Linked DNA regions of Mus musculus: regions 1, 2 and 4 are each linked to region 3. A link is a contact called in public Hi-C and HiChIP or PLAC-seq data. All regions are on one chromosome and are shown on one strand. Each heading gives the region's core, a stretch centred on a gene start, on an enhancer-like site or on the middle of the called end of the contact. The rest is flanking DNA. Distances are from core to core; before and after follow the strand shown.

Region 1 (2,700 bases), core at 4-2,503, 390 kb before region 3:
TATTTTGGGCACCCTGAGGGCAACGTTCTCCATGTTTAAGCCCTTGGACTTGAGTCCATCCTATGCCATACCTGAGAACACAGGCACAGGTGGAGGTCCTAGAGGCTCCAGCCCTGTCTTCTGAGCCGGTTCCCCCACGACCCAAAGTAGAGGCAGACATGTAGGGAAGGCATGGTCACAGAAAGACCCTAGCACAAAGATAGAGACCTACAGAAACTGAAGGGCTGAACAGACCAGGAGAGGTAGGCAGCCTGGAGCAACACACTAAACAAGAGAACAGCAGAGGGGCCAAAGGATGATGCACTCAGAAATTTGGGAACTGGAAGAATGATATGGGACTATCACATCTAGAGGCTGGGAGGCAACAGGAGGAGACTGGAGGTCTGTGTAAAAGATGAGGACTGGGAGGGGGCAGTCTGGCAGAGGAGAAGAGAGAATCTGGGTTTTAAAAGGGGGTTGGACCCTTGGGTTGGGTGGAAGATGGTGACTAGAATCTAGATGATTAGTAAGGATGGGGAGTAAGACTTTATAAAATAGAAGATAGAGGTTTGGGGGTGAGGTCCTACTTATGAGGTAAAGTTCTCTGCAGCCAGGGGCTTAGGGGATATGGGTGTGCCTGGAATCTGATATGTACAGTAGAGAGCCAGAGGTTTGAGAGGGGAGTGGGACTAACCTGGGAGGAGGGAACTCCGGGTTTATACAGAGCTGTTAATGTGGCTGAGGGGGGCAACGAGGATTAGGACTTCGGGGCTTGGGATGGAGGAGTTCTAGATGCGAAGCAGAGTCAGAATCTGGAGGGGCATTTGAACTATGAGCCGAAGAATCAAGGACCCCCTCTGGGTATGGCTGCAGTCCCATTCAGTACAAGACGGGTTCCAAACTAAGGGAAGGGTCCCCTCTTAAAGGAAGGTTCAGGAGAGAGTAGACCGTGGGGCAGACGACTGCAAGCTCTTCAGAAGACCGGGCCCTCACCGGGCTCTCCCTGGACACCCGCTTCTCCCTGTTACCCAGAATGGGGGGGGGGGGGGCCTCCTACCTGCAGGCTGTCGGCGCATGGCTGCGGCGGCGGCTCGTCCGGCTTGAGGAAGACCTGCTGGCCCCGCCTGAGGAATTGGACAACAGCGATGAGGATGTGGTGCAACACCAGGACCATGCTCGCAGCCGCCCGCCCGCCCCTCCAGCCCGGCCCGCTGCACTCGGTCAGCGCGTCCGCAACAGCTTCGCCGGTCCGCGCGAGGGTCCGCCCTGGTCCCGCCCCGCCCCCGCCCCCGTCCCGCCCCAGGCCTCCAGGCCCCGCCTACGTTTCTGCTACCGGGGACAGCACTTCAACGCCTTCCAAAGATCGGACCCCACCCGATCCCGGCCGGCTTGCTCCCTGCCAGGCCTTCACCCTCTCAAGTCTCCTGCAGCGGGTCGGCTACGAGGGCTCCCACTCCTCGGTCGCCTCTCAGCCTTCGCTGCCTTCCGCTTATCCCATTGTCACTCCTCCTATGTGGTAGGGCCCCTCCCAGAGTCCCGCGCACTGTCGCACCACATTCTCTCCCCATCACTTGGACTTCAGTAGCCCGGCCAGAACCCCGAGGCCGAGTCCAGCGCAGTGCGGGGAGAGGGGCCGCGGCCACAGTCCGGGAGCCCCGAGGTCCTTTCACTCCTTCCAGTACAGAGGGTAGAGGAAAGTGAGGGAGAAATTTAGAGGTCGCTCCAAAATGGGACGAGCCCTGAAGCGGTAGCAGATCTGTGAAGGAGACACGTGCGCCCTGACACACACAGGCGCACCGTTCCCAAATGTGGGGTGAGAGCACTGGGTTCCTAAGGCTACCAGATAGGCCTTCATCGGCGTCCCAGGAGGCTGAAAAGGGTGCAAGCCCCAGGGCCATCTAGTCCGCAGTTCCGCGGTGGGACCCCGAGAGCTGGGAGCGCATTTCTCTGCAGAGCCGCCTCTGTGCTCAGGCACTTGCAGCAGCCGTGACGCTCCTGCGCCCCCTGGTGTTCTATCGCAAAGGTGCACCCTGACCCCAGTAGGGGATGGCTGGAGGGATGAGGGGACATTTGTGTAACTTGGGTCAAACCCCTTGCCTGGACCAACCTGTTTTCTAGCCTCTGCTTGCTATAAGATGGGCTAAGGCACAGGACGAGTCTATATCAAATGGTGAATTTGGGTCTTCCTGGATTTTGCCAGTGTAACTTTAGCTTGATCCCCTTCCCATTGGGTGTCAGTTGTCCCACAGGGCTGCCAGAAGACAAAAACTTGGAATGATGGTGAGACAGACAGACTCCTGACAGCCCTCACTGTGACTTTCCCTGGTTCTCCTTTCTGCGCTACTGCCCCTCTTCCTGTACTTCCCTCTCCCCCCAGCCCTTGGAAGGTGACTCAGTGAGCCCCCTGCTCCTTGCCTCATAGATGTGATTCATTTGGGCCCTTTCCCCCTGGGGAGCAATTTCCCCAGTGTTGAGTCACTGAGCCCAGTGCTGGACACGGTCCCAGCACCTGGCACAGGCTTGGAAGTGTCCTAGCTGTCCCAGTAGCTCAAGGGGTGATCTTCCACACAAGGATTTTTCCCCCTCCTAGCTGAGCTTACAGCTTCCAGTGCTCAAACATCCTTAGTGGGGGTCTCTACCACGAGCACCATAAAACCTAAATCTCTCACTTGGCATTACAGACCTTCCACAGTTCAACCCTGATTATTGACCAGCTCTGAC
Region 2 (2,700 bases), core at 201-2,700, 260 kb before region 3:
CTCTAGTGCACCCCCAGGGTGGCTCAGGGCAAGACAGCAGTCAGGAGCTGCCAGCCACAGTCCTAAAGGCCTGCTGCAGGCTCAGAGCCTGATAGAGCCACTGGGCAGGGACAGAGAGGACTAGAGGAATTGAGAAGGAAGGAATCTCATCCTCTGCACCCAAGAGTGCAGAAAGTAGAGCAGAAGACCCATCGCGGGCTAGAGAACCCCGGGTGAAGGAGGAAGTGGGCCGTTCACCTACCTAGTGGGTCAAACTAAGGGTCCAAGCAGAAGCTACTCTGAAAGACAGACCTTTGAGAGACACTATTCCCCTAAGTGTACCTGGCCATCACCCATCTCCCAAACACACAGGCATGCCTAGGTTAGAACCCGGGTCATATGGCCCATGTGTGTCCTCTGGTTTATATTAGGAGACTCTGAGCTCACATGCACCCCTCTATGGGTCCCTGGTCTGAGTATGGGCGAGGAGATTCCTGTGAGAGACAGTTCGGGAGGAGTGGAGGCTGCAGGTACCACAGGGCAATCCTACCTTGATCTTGTGCAGAGTTCGATCCATCTCCACAGCCTGCACCCACACAGACACGCCGGCCTTGCTGTAGGTCAGGTTCCAGCCCACCTCGGCCTCACACTCTGACCGGAAACTGCGGAAGTCCTGGTCATCGGGCACCTGGACACTTTCACGGCCCAAGGCGGGCCGAGACCCTTGGGGTTCTGTTGAGGCAGCTGGCTTTTCCATAGGGAGCGTGGGGAGGCCCGGGGCCCTGGTCCTAGTCCGACTCTCCTGGGTCCTCCGCGGAGGCTCAGACAACGTCGACGCGGCTGCAGATGCTGACGCCACCTTCCTGGGACCTGCAAGACCGGTTTGGGGACCAGAGTCAGTGCGCTGGGGGCGCGGGTGGGGCTAGCCGGGGTCCCGGACCAGCGGACAGCTTGAAAAGGGCAGGTACTGGCCCCAGGCGGTTGTGCACCGGCACAGGACAGTCACTTGGGCCACCCTCCCACAAGGAGCGACCTCATACTTCCCTGGAGCGGCAGTAGGATTGCTGCGTAGCGGGTGCAGGAGCCCGCGAGAGCCGGGCGGGACTCTGGGGGATCGCAAGTGCGGGTCTGGCACGGAGTCCTCGCGCGGTGCTGGCCGGACTCGCACAACTAACTCAGCAGCAAGCCGCGCGGGGCCGTGGTGGGGGCGGGTGTGGTGGCGGAGTCTCACCTGTGCGGGCTTCTCTGCCGGGGCCCGCCGGGGCCGGTGTGCGAGCTCTTCCGCCGCCGCCGCTGCCTCCGCTGCCCGGGCGACCGGGGGCCGCGCGGGGACCCTGGGGGGAGGAGCAGTGGGTCCCGCCGCCGGCCCCGCCCCGCTCCGCGCCCCCCGCCCCGCGCGCCCCCTCCGCCCTCCTCCCTCCCGCTAGGCTCGGGGCTCCCGGGCTCCGCTCGCCTCGCTCGGTATTTTCCAGGCTGCGGAGGTAAGAACTGCGGGAGCACCGAGCCCCGCCCCGCCCCGCCCCGCCGGGTCCTAGCGCCCGCCCCCGTAAGCCCCGGGGAAGGGGCAAAGTCCGGGGAGAGATGTAGACTATCAGAGGACCGGGGACCTGTGAGCAGGAACCACATAGCGAAGTAACAAAGTAGCCTGGGCTCTCAGAGTAAGGTTGAGGTGCCAAGAGAGATTCTGGAAGTTAACTGAGAGCCTCTTCTCTACTCTTCGCTCCCACCCTTGCAGGTACACGCTTCTGCAACAGCTTATTCACACACACAACACTTCAGAGATTCAAGGGTGGGCACACACCCTCATGACAATTGAAAGACTAACTAGCAGGAATAGGGATGACAGCCCCTCAGTAACTAAATTAGAAATGGCGACAGCCTGCAAGCCCCAAGAACCAAGAGCATAACAAGCCTCCTCCACACACCCAACTCAATTTTCCAGTAGGGTGTGCAAACCCAGCCGGAAGTTGATCCGACTTTAAAGGCTCAAGGTTCAAAGGCTGGCCAGAATTTGGCAAAATTTCCACTTCAGCCTCACTCTGGCCAGAGAGAGGTCCTGAGCCAGCAACCTCTTACATCCCTATTTGGCAGCTTCCAAACCCACCCCTCTTTAGCTCTCAGCCATTTACCCACACCTCCCCTAGGCGAAGACCAGTTCTCAAAAGCACAGGGCTGCAGAACACTGGAGCACAGGCCCCCTCCACCCCTCTGTAGAATAGAGTGGACCAGAGCTCTACTCTGTAGCCTGATGTAAATTCTGTCCACTAACTCTTCTGCCTACTCTTCCATTCTGGGAGCCCTGTCCCATCTACCCAGTGAAAGCTAGGGCCAGGCCAGTATGAGCATGGCAGTCTTGTCACTGTCTGGGCCAGAGACGAGCAGGGAAAGCCTTTGGTGTGCTCCTCTGGATATTAGGAGCAATAAGTGACTACCACTGACCTAGTAGTACCAGAGTCTGCTAATGGCTATTCCCACCAGTGCCAGAGTACCAAGCCTCTGCCACCCAGGCTCCTTCTGTGCCCTCTGCATTCTCCCCCTGGTCCCTCAGAAGTCACCTCTTATCTCCACCATGTAGATTTCTTTTCTTACAGGTGTTAAAAGAAAACCGCAGACTCAGCACTGTAGGTTCACAAATAGATGTGCTTTTTTTTTTTTTTCCCTGAAGTGCTCAGGGCTCTGAGATCTTTGTAAATCATGCCCACTTTTAAAATAAGCAGGAAA
Region 3 (2,700 bases), core at 120-2,619:
TTCTGGGAAAGTTAGGTCCCCCAGGAAACAGCTGGGATAGCCTGCGGGTTACCCACTTCTTCTGGCATCCAGCCTTGAAATGCTGAAATGTAAAACCAGGCGCCGAGTTCTGGTAGGATGGTTCAGTGGATAACGCTACTTGCTGCAAAGCCAACCAACCTGAGTTTGCTCCTCAGGACCCGAAGGATGGAAGAAGAACCAACTCCTGAAAGTTGTCATTTGGCGGGTGGAGTGGGGTTGGGGAAGTGGGAGGTGGAGAGAGAGAGAGAGAGAGAGAGAGAGAGAATGAGAATAAACCAGGCATGGATGCGTTGCGTGGGATGATGTTTCATGGGGTGATGTTGCGAGGACAAGCAGGATTGGAATTTGAGGTTTCATCGCTGGCTGCCGGGACCAGAGGCTCCGGGTTCTGGGTTTCCTCGACTCTTTCACGGGCAGACAGCGCCACCTGGGGTCCAATCCATGGGACTTGAATCCCTCTGGAGATCCCACTCAGAACTCTCTGGGGATAGAAGGAATGAGCTGGGCACTGGGGATAAAAATGCTAAGATGGGTCACCAGCAGCTCTACTGGAGTCACCCACGGAAGTTCGGCCAGGGTTCCCGCTCTTGCCGCGTCTGCTCTAACCGCCACGGTCTGATCCGCAAATACGGGCTGAACTTGTGCCGCCAGTGCTTCCGGCAGTACGCGAATGACTAAGGACTAAGTTGGACTAAGCGACCTTGAATGGATTGTTCGACTGATTACCAAGCAGAACCAATCATGCTAGTCTTTGTGCACAAAGAATAAAAATGTGAAGAACTTAAAAAAAAAAAAAAAAGCTATTCCATGCAGGCAGGCCGGAGGCGCAATAGTAGAGGCCGCAGGCACAATAGTAGAGGACCACTCTACTGGATGAGAATCAGGGATGCTTTGATGGGGACCTGCAGGGTAGAGGTCACGGATTTGGAGTTAAACCTTTGTCTTGCAAGAGTGAATGGTACTCAGTTCAGGAACAGGCTGTGAAACCCATGGAGAGCTTGGTGCGTTGGCAAATGCTGGTAACAGCATTAGGCAAGTAGAGGAAGGAGGATAAGGAGGCCAAGTTTGTAACAAGCTATGTTGGAAGTTCGAGGTCAGCCTGAGCCGCGTGAGACTCCGTTGGTGACTCCGTGTGTGAGAACACTGGACAAGCATGAAGACCTAGGTTCAGATTCCATCACTAAGTTTTTTTGGTTTTGTTTTTAACATAGGTCTCTGTTGCTATGATGAAATACCACGACTTGGGAAGGAAAGGGTTTCTTTTTTTTTACAGCTTACAGCACTTCATTGGAAGGAAGTTGGGGCAGGAACTAAAGCAGAAACCACAAAGAAATGTTGTTTCCTGGCTTGCTCGGCAGGGGCTTGCTCGCTGCTTTCTTATACCACCAATGCCCGTTTGCCCAGGAATGGCCCTGCCCCATTGGGCTGGGTCATCCCATGTCAATCATTAATTGCCTACAGACAATAGGATGGAGGTATTTTACCAACTAAGATTCCTCTTCCCAGATAACTCCAGCTTGTGTCAAGTTGATAAAAACCCCTCAAGCTGGAGTTATCTATATCTAGCCTATAACCCTAGCTTCTGGGAGGTAGAAGCAAAAGGATCCCTGGGGCTTGCCCATCAGTGAGAAACCCTGTCTGGAAAGGCTTAGGACATTCTTCTGCGTTCTCCTCGGGCCTCCCTGCAAGTGCAAGGACACGTGCACCCATGCTCTCACATACAAGTCTACCAGATTAACACACCTCACCACACAGATGCTCAAACATAAGCATTCTTAAAGCATGGAGAAGGCATTGTGAGTGTAAATGTGGCTGCTTTGATTTTACTTTTGTATTTGTGCTAAGAATCAAATAACTTTACCAAGAACTCCCACACACACACCTCTCTTCCACCACCACCCTGCCCCCCCCCCCCGCCTTCCCCCCTCCTCTCCCTGCCTCCCCCTTCTTCCTTTTCCATTTGTTGCTGTTGTTTTCAAAACAAGGTTTCTCTGTGTAGCCCTGGCTGTCCTGGAACTCACTCTGTAGACCAGGCTGGCTTCAAACTCACAGAGATCTGCCTGCCTCTGCCTCCCAAGTGCTGGGATTAAAGGAGTATGCCATCACCACCTGGCTCTCTTCCTTCTTTTAAAATGAAAACAGTTGCTTACTTTATTTCTCCATCTAAACTGGCATTTAGCTTTATAAATTTTATGTGCGTGCACACACCTGCTTCTCAGTATGTATGTCATGTGCTTGCAGGTGCCCTCAGAGGCCAGGAGAACCTGGGTTCTCTGCAAGAGCAGCAAATGCTCTTAGCCACTAAGCCATCTCTCCAGCCCCATACACGAGCACTTTTTTTACCTCTCATTTTTCTCTGTTCACTGAAGAAAATTCATAAAATAGGAGTATGTATATATCTATATATATGTATATGTATATGTATGCATATATATATATGCAATCTGTCACCCTACACCTTAACTTCCTGCTGCTGGTATTACGGTATTAATCGTCCATCCGAATTTTCAGTTCTCCTTTCACAGACTCAGGCCACCCCTTCTTTAGAAGCTCAATATGCAGATGATTCTGTGCATCCACAGACTTTGACTTCTTGCCACTATTCCCTAGACAATGCAGTGTGGCATCTATTTGCATTGCATTAGGTGTCACACATAATCTGGAGATGATTTGCATTCT
Region 4 (2,700 bases), core at 164-2,663, 440 kb before region 3:
ATGGAGACAGGTTTATGGGAGGAAAGGCAGACACGGGTTGCCCCGCCTCACCGTGGACTTGAACCCTCACCTTGCAGGAAAGCTGTAGATTGTCCTCCGACACCAGCAGGAGGCAGCAGTGAGTGGCCTGTGTCTCCTGCTGCAGCTGCAGGGGGACAGACAGAGCCAGGCTGAGGGCGGGGCTGGAACACCCGCTAGCCTCTCTGGGTTTTTCAGGATTGTAGAAGAGAAGAGAGGGTGGGGTGTCCCAATCTGAACAGAGGTGATGGGGTCAAGGGTCTGTTGGTCTTTGGAGAGAGAGAGGGTGGAAGAGGAGATAGATGCTCAGGGACTCACATATTGAAGGACTTTGAGCTGCAGAGAAGTAGCATCCAAGTCAAAGAGTTCCCCTGCAAGAACAAGGCTGAAATCAGAGAGGGCTCTGCCTTGCCTGGGGGCTGCTTCCAGGCTCCACCCCTGCCTCTCCTCAGGCTCCGCCCCTGTCTCTCCTCAGGCTCCACCCCTGTCTCTCCTCAGGCTCCACCCCTGCCTCTCCTCAGGCACCGCCCCTGTCTCTCCTCAGGCTCCGCCCCTGTCTCTCCTCAGGCTCCGCCCCATCTCTCCTCAGGCTCCACCCCTGCCTCTCCTCAGGCTCCACCCCTGCTTCTCCTCAGGCTCCACCCCTGCCTTGCTTAAGGCTCCACCCCTGACTCTCAGGCTCCGCCCCTACCTCGCCTCAGGCTCCACAAGACCACCCAGAACACCCACATGCTTTCCAAGTGTTATCTGGGTTCTGCCTTGTGTTATAACTCACCTCTCAGGTCCCGCCCACTCCAGAGACCTGGCCCTGCCCCTCCAGGATCGACCCTATCCTATAGACCTGCCCGAGTTTGGCCCTCACCACACAGTTGCAGGATCTTTCGGTCATGGTCGGTGTACCCCTTCTCATCCTTTTGATCTTCAGAGGCATCCACTGACGTGTTCTGAACAGCTTCAGGCCTGCGCTGCTGCAGGGCCTGCACCCTCCGCAGGGCTACCAGAGCCTAGGGGACGGCCGAGTGGTCAGCATGACCTTGCCGTTCAGTGTCACTACCTGACTCCCCTCCTTAGCTCAAACAAATCCCTCTTGGGTCCCCCATAATGTTCATTGCCTATCCCTGTTCTGGTTCCAAACAATTCAACCCGCTGGTCCCTCCACTTCCTAGGAGCTCCCACTGTCCTTAGAGCCTCGCTTCTTCCACGGCTAAGTATAGCTGCCCCCGGACCCCCGCTCGCAGACTCTTCAAAAGAGGATCAGATTTCCTGTCTAACACCACCCTGATTAAGATCACAGACTCCTGAAACATTAGGCAGAAAAGAGCCTCAGTTATACACAGGGTCTTTGACTCATCACTAACCCAGCTAAGTTAGCGCTATGTTACCCCATCTTCAGTTGTGAAACTGCTTGCTCAAGGTGGTCACGCTGGAACCAGAAGCCAGGCCTGTCCAGCTCTCTGGCCAGATCGTCTTTCCTACAAGCTCTGGTAAGGATCCTCAGCAGCCCCTGTGTTACCACGATCCTACCCGACTCACGTGCTTCTCTACCACCTGCAAGCTCTGTTCCTCACTGTCACTCAGCTGGCCACAGTGCACCTGGAGAGAAGGGAGAAGCGACCAGATGTGACCTTCCCCAGTCTGTCTTCACTTGCATGTCCTCCCGTGGCCAGCTCAACACCAGTTGCCACCAATACAGTCTATGACCTCCATGTAAGCCAGGCAGCTAGCTCTGAAGGTGACTTTCCCAAGGAAGACGTCCAGGGCAGGTGATAAGAGTGGAACTTTCCTGTCTGTCCCATCACTTTCCACGCTTACTGTTCCGTTCCTGGAGCAAACTGTGCCACAGACAGCCCAGTCCAGGTATACAGAGTCAGGAAGGCGGACCTCAGACCCTTCTCCATCGTCCACACACGGAGCGCTTCAGGCCCTGATTAGAGGATTTGTGGAATTGGCTTTAGCCTCCAGCTCCATCCGTTCTGAGTGGGGTTTGAGTTGCCCTTACATCTGGGGTTAAAGAAGGGAGCCCAGGCATGACTGACACCTGCCAGGAAGCTGTGCACAGATGAATGGGCTGAGGGAGGGAGTGCTTTTTGCCTTACACATGGTTCTCACCATGGGGAGATGCAATCTTCCCCTTACAGATGAGCCAGGGAGGCCAGAGGTGGGGGACCTTCCGAAAATCATCAAGCAGAAAGTAGCAGCGTTAGGACATCTCTATCCACCCCTCCCCTTCCCGCTTCCATGTTGACTCTCTAGATTCATTCTTACCACGCGGTTATCCTCCCCTGTCCTGTGTCCCTGTGCTAGTTAGTCACCAGGGCTCACTTCAGCCATCTTTCATGCTCTTCCTCTAGCACTCTTGGGTGTTTAAGAGGGAAATGTGGAGAAACGGGGATGGAAAAAAGCAGAGATGACAGCCTAGGGACCCATGGTGGCCCGCCAACAAGGCTTCCTCCCCACCTGCTGTCTCAACTTCCTTAGCTTACTCAAAGCTGTTCGCCACCTGTGGGGCTCCCACAGTGCTCGCAGGGGGTGTGGGCTTCATCCTGCTTCCCTCACCCAGCAGCCCCTGCCTGCCTCCCTGCGCTGGGTCCCCTGCCAGGAACAGATGAGGAGGAGGAGACCAGCAGGAAGCTCACAGGCTGGCCAGGAGCGGGATGAGTCGGGGTACGCGTGGAAGGGGGT

What was found. A called contact is a pair of places that touch in the nucleus more often than the background predicts. HiChIP or PLAC-seq counts read pairs in DNA pulled down with a chosen protein or histone mark.
Region 1: a contact with region 3 is called in an H3K4me3 HiChIP or PLAC-seq map of pro-B cells, with 2.9 times the contacts expected there. The contact joins the promoter of Pde2a here to the enhancer-like site in region 3. A contact is called at or near these places in 1 of 15 datasets of contacts at CTCF or cohesin (embryonic stem cells), 2 of 484 Hi-C or Micro-C datasets (differentiating embryonic stem cells and embryonic stem cells), 6 of 115 datasets of contacts at active chromatin or transcription factors (the 230-238 cell line, bone marrow-derived macrophages, embryonic stem cells and 3 more) and 1 of 9 other capture datasets (embryonic stem cells).
Region 2: a contact with region 3 is called in an H3K27ac HiChIP or PLAC-seq map of extraembryonic endoderm stem cells. The contact joins the promoter of Stard10 here to the enhancer-like site in region 3. A contact is called at or near these places in 19 of 39 promoter capture datasets (3T3-L1-derived adipocytes, the C10 cell line, the HPC-7 cell line and 12 more), 2 of 15 datasets of contacts at CTCF or cohesin (the NIH/3T3 cell line and embryonic stem cells), 5 of 484 Hi-C or Micro-C datasets (B cells, cerebral cortex, embryonic stem cells and 2 more), 22 of 115 datasets of contacts at active chromatin or transcription factors (SST interneurons, Th17 cells, bone marrow-derived macrophages and 16 more) and 3 of 9 other capture datasets (embryonic stem cells, macrophages and pancreatic islet).
Region 4: a Hi-C map of embryonic stem cells shows a contact between it and region 3, with 3 times the contacts expected there. The contact joins two enhancer-like sites. A contact is called at or near these places in 2 of 15 datasets of contacts at CTCF or cohesin (embryonic stem cells and large pre-B cells), 24 of 484 Hi-C or Micro-C datasets (B cells, the Ba/F3 cell line, CD8 T cells and 10 more), 8 of 115 datasets of contacts at active chromatin or transcription factors (embryonic stem cells, large pre-B cells, microglia and 1 more) and 1 of 9 other capture datasets (embryonic stem cells).

Annotation. Positions count from the first base shown.
Region 1 is chr7:101,449,805-101,452,504 of GRCm38.p6, reverse strand. It overlaps Pde2a (phosphodiesterase 2A, cGMP-stimulated), which reads right to left and starts at 1,253. Exons shown (of 30, transcript NM_001143849.2): 1 at 1,037-1,253. The coding sequence starts at 1,153.
Region 2 is chr7:101,319,863-101,322,562 of GRCm38.p6, reverse strand. Stard10 (START domain containing 10) reads right to left here and starts at 1,450. Exons shown (of 7, transcript NM_019990.5): 1 at 1,211-1,450; 2 at 530-849. The coding sequence starts at 736.
Region 3 is chr7:101,059,325-101,062,024 of GRCm38.p6, reverse strand. It overlaps the pseudogene Gm5735. Among named protein-coding and RNA genes, the nearest start is that of Fchsd2, 48 kb to the left of the region's middle. Within about 2 kb of position 1,369, at least 92 of the 459 cell types and tissues checked have an H3K27ac peak or open chromatin away from gene starts, as enhancers often do. A contact at or near this core is called in the 230-238 cell line, B cells, the HPC-7 cell line and 7 more, where this site is marked.
Region 4 is chr7:101,499,299-101,501,998 of GRCm38.p6, reverse strand. It overlaps Pde2a (phosphodiesterase 2A, cGMP-stimulated), which reads right to left. Exons shown (of 30, transcript NM_001143849.2): 6 at 1,552-1,611; 7 at 881-1,022; 8 at 337-389; 9 at 71-145. Among named protein-coding and RNA genes, the nearest start is that of Mir139, 25 kb to the right of the region's middle. Within about 2 kb of position 1,413, at least 29 of the 459 cell types and tissues checked have an H3K27ac peak or open chromatin away from gene starts, as enhancers often do.